3 separate regions of the Mus musculus genome follow, and all the other regions are linked to region 3. The links are chromatin contacts, called in public HiChIP or PLAC-seq maps. All regions are on one chromosome and are shown on one strand. Each heading gives the region's core, a stretch centred on a gene start, on an enhancer-like site or on the middle of the called end of the contact. The rest is flanking DNA. Distances are from core to core; before and after follow the strand shown.

Region 1 (2,849 bases), core at 83-2,582, 190 kb after region 3:
AACTGCTGTGTGCCTGACACATCTTTTTGCTTGACATACAGTATTTAGACCCAGTGTATAACAAAATGCTGTAACTGGGTAAATAATTAAGGCCACTTGGTTAAGTAGCAGAATCAGGACTGAAATTCTACTTTGTCTGACTCTAGAACCAGCAGTGTCCATCACACGGACTTGAGGGGAAAAAAAAATCAAAGTAGCAATTACAGGATGGTTGGTAGTCATGGGATGCAGCGCTTTCAGTGGCTTAACTCACTATTAATTGACTGACACAAGGTCTTACTGTGTAGTTCTAACTGGCCTGGAACTCTTAGATCAGGCTGGCCCACAACTTAAGATGTCTGTCTGCCTCTGTCTTCTGAGTGCTGGGACAAAGGTGTGCATCATTGACCAGCCTTGAACACTTTGTAGTTTATCTAGGTGAAAACTGGAGCTGATGGCCAACTAAAAATTATTCCTTATCTGTCTCATGGTGTACCCAGTAAATCTTGATATCTAATTTTTCATGTATTCTCAAAAGAACTTCCTAAACTAAAGAAGAGAAGAAAACTGCTCTGCTGTGCAATCATTAATGTTGTATACCCGATTTAACGAACGACTGTTACAGACTGGAGAAGAGGCTTCATGCTTTCAGCGGAATTCGATATTTCGAAAGGATCACAGAAAACTTTAAGAGGGAAACTGTACCGGTTCGGGAGTGAGGGTACGCGGAGGAGGAAGAATTTCATAAGTTGTAGTTCTGATACCCCAGGTCACAAGAAATCTCCCTACAACAGATGCATATCATCTTTCATTAAAGTATACACACACACAACCACCCCCATATAAAAACCACACGAATAACTAAAAAGTGGAAATTTCCACGTTGCACGATGGTAGTGCTGATGAAAGCTGCTACACAGTCACTTCCAAGATCCTACTATCAGGTTTTGATAAGGCTCTTACGTAACTGCCTGCCGTAGGAAGCGGAGCATCTCTGGTTCCTCGGGGTACATTTCTCTTAAGTATAAATGCGGCTGGAGGACGAGAAACAACAACAAGCCATTCGCATATGCACAACCATTAGGGATCCGGGAGGAAAAGAAACCCGGCGCGCGTGCCCTTTCGCCCGGCTTCCCGAGCACGTGCTCTCTGGAACACGCCGCCCCGCCCCGGGGGGCCGGGCTCGCGGCCCAGCGCGCCAATAGGCGAGCACCTTACAGCACCGTGGCCCGACAACGTTAAGCGGCCCAATCGCTGGGGCCCGGCCGCCCGTTTCCCGGAGCCCCGCCCCGCGCGCAGAGCCCCGCCCCCGCGGCCCCGCCCTCCGCCCCTCCCCCGCCGATCGGCGCCCAGGCTGCGAGACGGAGAAACTGGGGCAGAAGTGAAGATGGCGGCGGCGGCGCTGGCGGCGGCGGTTCGTCGCCAGTGACGCGCGCTGCGGGCTGCTGTCCCTCCCCGCTCCCCGCGTCCGCCGCGTCCGCCCCGGCACCTCTCCACCCGCCGCTCGCCGCGCTCCGGGCTGCCCTCGTCCGTGCGCGCCGTGGCCGGCCGAGCGGGCGGCGCGTTGATCCGCCCTCCCGCCCGCCGCGCCGGGCCGCCGGGCCGCGGACACACGCTCGGCGGGGAGGCGGCGGTCCCTGCGCGCTCGCGGCCCTCCGTTTGGGGACCGGGAGGAGGAGGCGGTGGCGGCGGCCGTGGGATCCGGGGACGGGAAGGGGATCGGGGGGCCGGACGACAGCGGGAGCGGCTCGTTCCCGGGAGCGGGGCGCGCAGGCGGTACCATGACGTCCATCCATTTCGTGGTCCACCCGCTGCCGGGCACCGAGGACCAGCTCAATGACAGGTAATGGGGCGGGGGAGGGGCACCTCCCTCCTTTTTCCCCTCCCCCACGGCCGCGCCGGGGGCCCTACCGCCCCCTGTAGGCCCGGTGTGGGCCAAACTTGGGAGCCTCGGGCCGCGGGGCGGGGGCCGGCGCGGTGTGGACGCGGCTGCGGTGTAGACGGCCCGGCGCGCTGCCCCCTCCCCCTCCCGCGAGGAGCCTCGTTGAACTCGGCGGAGCCGGGGGCTCCCGGCCCAGGCCCGAGGAATCCATATTAGTCAAAGTTGAATTGAGACAGACAATGCGGATGGGGGATGGTGGAGGTGGAAAAGAGAGGGAAGAGGAGCGGCGGGTTCGGGGGCTCCCGCGAGTCGTGTCCCGGGGGCTGGGTTTCCCCGGGGAGGCGGGGTGGGGGTGGGGGAGAGATTCCCGGCAGACCGCGGGTTGGGAGGGGGAGGAGGGAGGGAGCGCCATGATTATTGTTATTATTATTAGATTTGAGCCCCTGCAGTGAGGTTGACTGCCCCGGGAGGGGAATGAAGTCAGGCGGGGGTTGGGGAAGTGGATTGGATTCCCTTTGCTCTCCTTCCTTCGCCTTGGTACTGCCAAACTGCTCCTGGGCCCCTGCGGTGAGAGCCTTTTTGTTTCCTTTTTTATTCTAATGATAGTGTTTTCTGGAGTTGTAATTTGACAGCTGAAAACCGTGAGTGGAGTGTCAAAGGAAAATTCTTCGGTTTGCAGTTCGCAGTGCTGCTTAACGCGCTGTGAATTTCTGGGTTGGGTTTGTTACGGGCAGAGGAGGAATTTTGATTTAAAATATTTGAAAAATCTCTTAAGGCTGTTTTGATTTGGATTTTTTTCCCCTTCGCTCTGCCACTGTGTCTTACCACTTTAGGATATTGAATTGAGTTGCAGGGCCACATGCTCACTGGGACCTAAGATAAAGCAGGAAAAAAAGTCCCTGTACTGTTGCAAAACAGACTCGGAGGTTGAGGGAGGCCTCCATTAAAGCATGTCTTGAGATCTAGGACTCACATCTAATGATGGGCC
Region 2 (2,861 bases), core at 186-2,685, 150 kb before region 3:
GTGTTTCTGTGAGCTCTAAACTTTCTCTCTCTCTCTCTCTCTCTCTCTCTCTCTCTCTCTCTCTCTCTCTCTCTGTGTGTGTGTGTGTGTGTGTAGGGGGTGGGGGCCATGTGACCTCCTAAATGCTGGGATTACACCACGCCTATTCATTTTTAGAAAATGTGTTCACTTTTGAAAGCACAAGAGAAGCACATGGCACCAGAATGAAGGGATAGTAAATGCACACTGCAAACTACATCTCTGTCCTGTCCCTGTCCCCAGCCTCTACACCAGTCCTCCCGAATGTCCCCTGTGCCACCTGCCTATTCTCAGATAATCTCCAAGGGTTTGTCCTGATTCAGTGTTGATCAATGGCTCTGGCTTTGCCTACACACACATGTGAGTTGATGCTTTTCAGAGTGTAGCCTCTTGGCTTCTCTCAGAAATACCCCAGCCTGTGGCCCAGGCTGCAGCGTGGGAAGATGAGAATGTGGGGAACAGAAGCACCTATCCGAAGAGAGGTGAGTCCCACATACAGTGAACCTAGATGCAAATCCTTGCTCTCCCTCTGCCCAGCTGAAATAACTTGGGCAATTCAGAGTGTCCCTAGCCCAGAGTGGTCTGTGACTGGTGATGGAGCTCAAGAAGAACTCCCGTGGAGGGCAGTTGACCATGCTTAGCCATTGCTAAGCTGGTGGCTGTGATAACCACTGAGCTAGCTCTAGACATCCTGGAGTCCATGTTGGTATGCAGATGTGTACTCTGGTCAGAGGGAATTTTGACTAGGGTATGAAAGTCACAGGCCATTTGCCTTGTGTGTGTGTGTGTGTGTGTGTGTGTGTGTGTGTGTGTGTGTGTGTGTGTTTCCCACCGCTGCCTAATTGTAAGCAAGTCACTAGGCATCGTGGGCCTCAGTTTTCTCTCATCTGTGAGATGTCAAGATTGGTCTCTATCATCTTTAGGTCTCTTCTCTGTTCACATACTGGAGGGTGAGCTTTGCCTCAGGAAGGTAAGCTGGGTAAATGTCTTCTTAGCTGCGACCTTTGGGGGAAAGGACGCATGTCAGCAGGAGCCTGGAGCCACCTCTGCTTCCTGCTGTGACAGCAATGGGCTCCAGCTCTGCCTCTCTCAGGCCATGCCCAGCATCCCCTTATTCCTATTTCCCTTAACACTCCTTCCTTGCTCACTGTGGCTCCCAACAACAGGACTGCTACCCTGGGGCTCTTGCTTGGCTCAAGAAAGGTCCTCAGAGGGGATGGGAGGTCGGCTCTGAAGGAGGCCCAGTTGGGTGAGGCATGGTCTGTAGACCAGATCAGCTCAGGCTCCTGAGGAACAAATGGCAGTCCTGGGGGATGGGACAAAACCTACTGCAGCAAATCACTGCCCATACCTGTCACCCTGGAGCTTGGCTCCAGGCTGCTGTTGTCAAGAGGAGAGAGGGTTGCTATGTAAACAAACACTCCTCTGGCTGGCAGCTTCTGGGCGAACCACAGACCTGAATTCCTGTTTGACAGTTTGTGCTCCTCCAGGCTGTGAGGGAGAAACTTCCTGGCATGCTGGAGACTCTGAGATGCCTTTCCGAGAAGGGTCACCTCAGCCAGCAGCATGACATGAAGAGAGAAGTATCAGGCAGAGCTTTACTGTCTGACTATGGTGTGGACTGGGGAGAGGGCTCTGCCAAAAGAGAGGCACTATGTATTCCTATGTACAAACCAGAAGTTCAGCAGGCGTTAGCTGGCATGTGGGAGGTCTGTCCCTGGTACTGCACAAACCAGAAACAAGCCAGCAAACAAGAAAGCCATAGTTGTTCATGACCATTCCCAGTGGGCAGCGAGTCGTGGGGCAGTGAGCTCAAGCCACACCGCCCAGCAGCTCCCATGGTCTCTCTAGCCTGACTTCACAGTTTCAGGAGCTTGGGTCAAAAATGCTGGTCCATACAGTCAGGCAAGGAGGAGCCAGGGCATGGTGTTGGCAAACATTGAGCTTCTCCAGAGTAGCGTGACCAGGAGTCTGTGGCTTCTGAGATCCCCACACAACAGTTCCTAACTTCCCCAGTTCTAAGCTGTCTCCTAATGTCCATGTACGCCATGGGAGGGAGTCTCAGCCAACTTCTGTCTTTATAGAAAAATATTCTGGGACCAAGTCTTCAACACAGGGACATTCAAGACCCCTGCAGCACCCTACATCAGGGGGCACTCTGAAGCGGGCCTCTCACTGGGTCACACCTCACTTTCTATGGCCCGACGAAATGAAAGAGGACCCTGAGGGGCCCTTTTTACAGGGTTTTAGTGCTTTTGTCTATTTCTTAGTATTTCATTAATTAATTAAACTTACATTTTATCTATCTATCTATTTGTGTATATGCATATGCTGGGCACGTGTGAAGATCAGCAGCTATGGTAATCCATTCTGTCTTTCCACTATGTGGGTTCTGGGGATTGAACTCAGGCTATCAAACTTGGTGACAAGAACCTTGATGCTCTGAGCCGTCTCACAGGCCTTTAGTTCTCTTGTTGGGGGAAGGGGCCAGCTGTCCCATCTGTTTTCTTGTAGGAAAACCAACCCCACCCTGGAAAGAGACTGGCAAGCCAGCCTTGCGCAGCTGGGGAGGAGAACAATGTTGCTTTGGGAAGGAGCTGTGGGGGCCCTCAAGGATCTCACGCCTGTCGGCTCACCAAGATCCAAGACAGTCTGAGCTCGAGGAGTTAGGAGAAGATTTAAGAGCGGGTGGCCTAGGCCTTTGAAAAATGACCCCAGCTTCCTCATGTCCACACTGCCAGATGGAGTTCTTTCCCGTTCTTTCCGGTGATGAGATCTCCCTAGAGAATCATGGGGGGCTGAGGACCAAGCCACAAAGATCCTGGTGTCCAGATCTCTGGAAC
Region 3 (2,804 bases), core at 253-2,752:
AAGTGACAGTTTTTTCTAACCGGGCTAGCTCCCAAATAATCGAGTCGGAAACCTACTGATTTATTCAACACGTTTTAAGAACAATAACTGAGCAGATATTCCTAACCCTCTACGCTCTCTAGCTACTTGCCAGCCTCTCGCTCTGAGTAACTTGTGTTTAGTCTCTCCTTGGCTCACTCCGCTGTAGCTGTCTGTGCTCATGGAGAACTCCCTTGATGGCTCCTTCTCATGCCTGACCTCACGGCCAATCTTCTTCCCTTTTTTTCCATCTCATGGTCCTGCTTTTTGACCTCCACCTGCCTCATGGCCAAATCCTTCTCCTGGCTCCTCTCCCTCACCGGGATCAGAAGTTCAGCCTTTCTATCTCCTCTGCCCCGTCACTGGCTGTTCAGCCTTCTTATTAATCAATCAGTGATAATTGGGGAACTTTCTTTACATCACACTGATACAGGGGAGTCTTCAATATCCATTACAGCGCCTGTGTCTAGACTGTAACTAGATGTCCTGCCCCGGAATCAGCATCTGGATACACAGAGCATAAGACCAACCCACAACATACCACCAGGCTCGGATCAGAGGCACTGTTATTTTAAGAGCTTTACCATGTAAGGTCGGCCAAAGGTGCAACTCGGCAGCTTCCATGATACAGACACTGCCTGTATGCTTAGTTTGGGTGGCAATAAATACTCAAGTCTTGCTGGGCTTAAGCTCTAATGTCATCTCATAGTGTAAGTACCCAGAATCTCTTAGTGTTTTTGTCATTCAATAAGAATTTACTTATGTCATCTATACATAATATAATCTCTACATAAGCATACACAAACACACACACACACTTTGGTCCTTCATGTTTTTTCTAAGACATTGTTCATATAAGTTGTCAGCTTATAGGCCATGGCACTAGAATTCCCCCAGGGACCTAGCAACTGCTTACATCATCACCTGCCACCATACCTCCAGGTACAGGTGATGCACCAAGTGGTTTATAAAAAGCACTGCTTGCTACCCCTGCTCTTTGTCCCTCTGTCTTTCTGACTCTCTCTTTTTCTTTCTCTGTCTCTTTGTTCCCATCTGTTCCTAGTTGTTCTCTCTCTCTCTCTCTCTCTCTCTCTCTCTCTCTCTCTCTCTCTCTCTCTCTCTCTCTCTCTCTCTCTCCGTGTGTGTGTGTGTGTGTGTGTGTGTGTGTGTGTCCTCCTCTGTCCCCTCTTCTCTGCCCTCCTGGCTCTGCTCCTGTCTGTCTGCCTCTGCTCCTGTCTGTCTGCCTCTGCCCCTTCTTCAGGTCCTCATGCCCTTCCCTCCCCCAGAGAAACTTCCTTATACCAGGTTTGTCTTCACATCCTTTGCTTTGGGGTTTTGTTTTGCTGTTGGGAATCGAGCCACCACTCCACCTATCTGTATTTGTTTAATGAGTGTCAAGTAGTAAAAAGACTAGAGCGTGGCAGTATCCAGGTGCAGTGTCCCAGCTCTCTAACACCCAGCCTGTCACATGATGCTTTCTTGGAAGCTTTTGAGCATCCCAAATGGTCAAGGAGTCTCAGTGGTAGGAAGTCTCTCAAACGCAGTATGAGCAATGTTTAACTTTCCAGTCTCCAAATGAGCAGATAGCTGAAGGGTGTGTTCAGCTGTTGACTTGTGTGTCTGGGGAAACAGCCTGGGGCAGAGAACTTCAGTTGTGAATCTTGTCCTCCAACAGTCCCAGAAGGCCCTTCAGCACTGTGCCAGTCCTAGGGTATCCATTAGACTGCTCTTCTCTTCCTTTTGATAAGAACTTTCACTAGGGCAGTGTGGTTCTCAACCTGTGGGTTGTGACGCCTTTGAGAGGTGAATGGTCTCTTCATGGGGTCACCTAAGACTATCAGAAAACACAGATATTTACATTATGATTCATATAACAGTAGCAAATTACAGTTATAAAGTAGCAATGAAAATCACTTTATGGTTGAAGGTCATGGCACCATGAAGAACTGTATTAAAGTGTCTCAGCTCGAGGAAGGCTAAGAACCACAGCTCTAGGGCAAGACAAACACCACACCCCCGTACCCCACCACACCTTCTCAGATAACTCACATCAAGTCCCCAAGGACCTCACAGCTGTCTCTTGGCCTGTACTAGGACTGGCTTCACACAGCACAGCAGTGCGTGTCACAGATGGTGAGAAATCAGTTGTGTACAAAAGCCAGAGTTTGGGATCTGGGTGTGAGCATCTCACAGATTGTAGAACTGCAGAGAGCTGGGGCAGCTCAGTGACAGACCACATGCTCAGAATGCCTGCGGTACTGTGTTCAGTTCCGAGCTCGGACAGTAACTGTGCCCACTGAGCCATGTCCCTAGCCCAAATCATTCATTCCTGAGGTCAAAAGCATTCTCTTCCCAGATCTGAGAGATGAACCTAAAGCTTCCTGCTTACTGGACAGACATCTCACCACTGAGCTAAATTTCCCCAGCCCAGGCCAAACAATTTCTGCCATGTCTTTCTCTTGGAAACATACCAGCAGGATGCTTACAAGTTTGGGAGTGTGCTCTCTGCCCACTAGCTCTTCCCTTGGTAAGGTTAGTTAACGTTTGGTAGACCAATATCACATGGTTGTTCAATGTAAATTGAGGGCTTCACCACAAGTGTCAATGAGACACATTTAACACCATTCTTCATGAGTGAGCCACTTGGCATCTCATTCACAACTTCCAATGTGTGAGGTATGTATGAAACACAGAAGCAGACAGTGTGGCTAGTGCCCACCATTTCTCCTCGTCAGTGGTTAAGGGTTCCGTACCCAACAGGGGGCAATTGGTACCTTCAAGGGCCC

The links. HiChIP or PLAC-seq counts read pairs in DNA pulled down with a chosen protein or histone mark.
Region 1: a FOXA1 HiChIP or PLAC-seq map of pancreatic cancer cells shows a contact between it and region 3. The contact joins the promoter of Ubr5 here to the enhancer-like site in region 3. A contact is called at or near these places in 15 of 39 promoter capture datasets (the 3T3-L1 cell line, 3T3-L1-derived adipocytes, the C10 cell line and 10 more), 5 of 484 Hi-C or Micro-C datasets (the C2C12 cell line, CD8 T cells, myocytes and 2 more), 26 of 115 datasets of contacts at active chromatin or transcription factors (the 230-238 cell line, the SCID.adh cell line, bone marrow-derived macrophages and 19 more) and 2 of 9 other capture datasets (adipose tissue and liver).
Region 2: a contact with region 3 is called in a FOXA1 HiChIP or PLAC-seq map of pancreatic cancer cells. The contact joins two enhancer-like sites. A contact is called at or near these places in 10 of 484 Hi-C or Micro-C datasets (cardiomyocytes, embryonic stem cells, liver and 2 more), 7 of 115 datasets of contacts at active chromatin or transcription factors (astrocytes, double positive thymocytes, embryonic stem cells and 3 more) and 1 of 9 other capture datasets (embryonic stem cells).

The regions. Positions count from the first base shown.
Region 1 is chr15:38,077,337-38,080,185 of GRCm38.p6, reverse strand. Ubr5 (ubiquitin protein ligase E3 component n-recognin 5) reads left to right here and starts at 1,332. Exons shown (of 59, transcript NM_001112721.2): 1 at 1,332-1,822. The coding sequence starts at 1,761.
Region 2 is chr15:38,419,540-38,422,400 of GRCm38.p6, reverse strand. No RefSeq gene overlaps it. Among named protein-coding and RNA genes, the nearest start is that of Gm41307, 16 kb to the right of the region's middle. Within about 2 kb of position 1,435, at least 105 of the 459 cell types and tissues checked have an H3K27ac peak or open chromatin away from gene starts, as enhancers often do. A contact at or near this core is called in pancreatic cancer cells, where this site is marked.
Region 3 is chr15:38,270,694-38,273,497 of GRCm38.p6, reverse strand. No RefSeq gene overlaps it. Among named protein-coding and RNA genes, the nearest start is that of Gm35248, 27 kb to the left of the region's middle. Within about 2 kb of position 1,502, at least 16 of the 459 cell types and tissues checked have an H3K27ac peak or open chromatin away from gene starts, as enhancers often do. A contact at or near this core is called in the C2C12 cell line, CD8 T cells, memory CD8 T cells and 1 more, where this site is marked.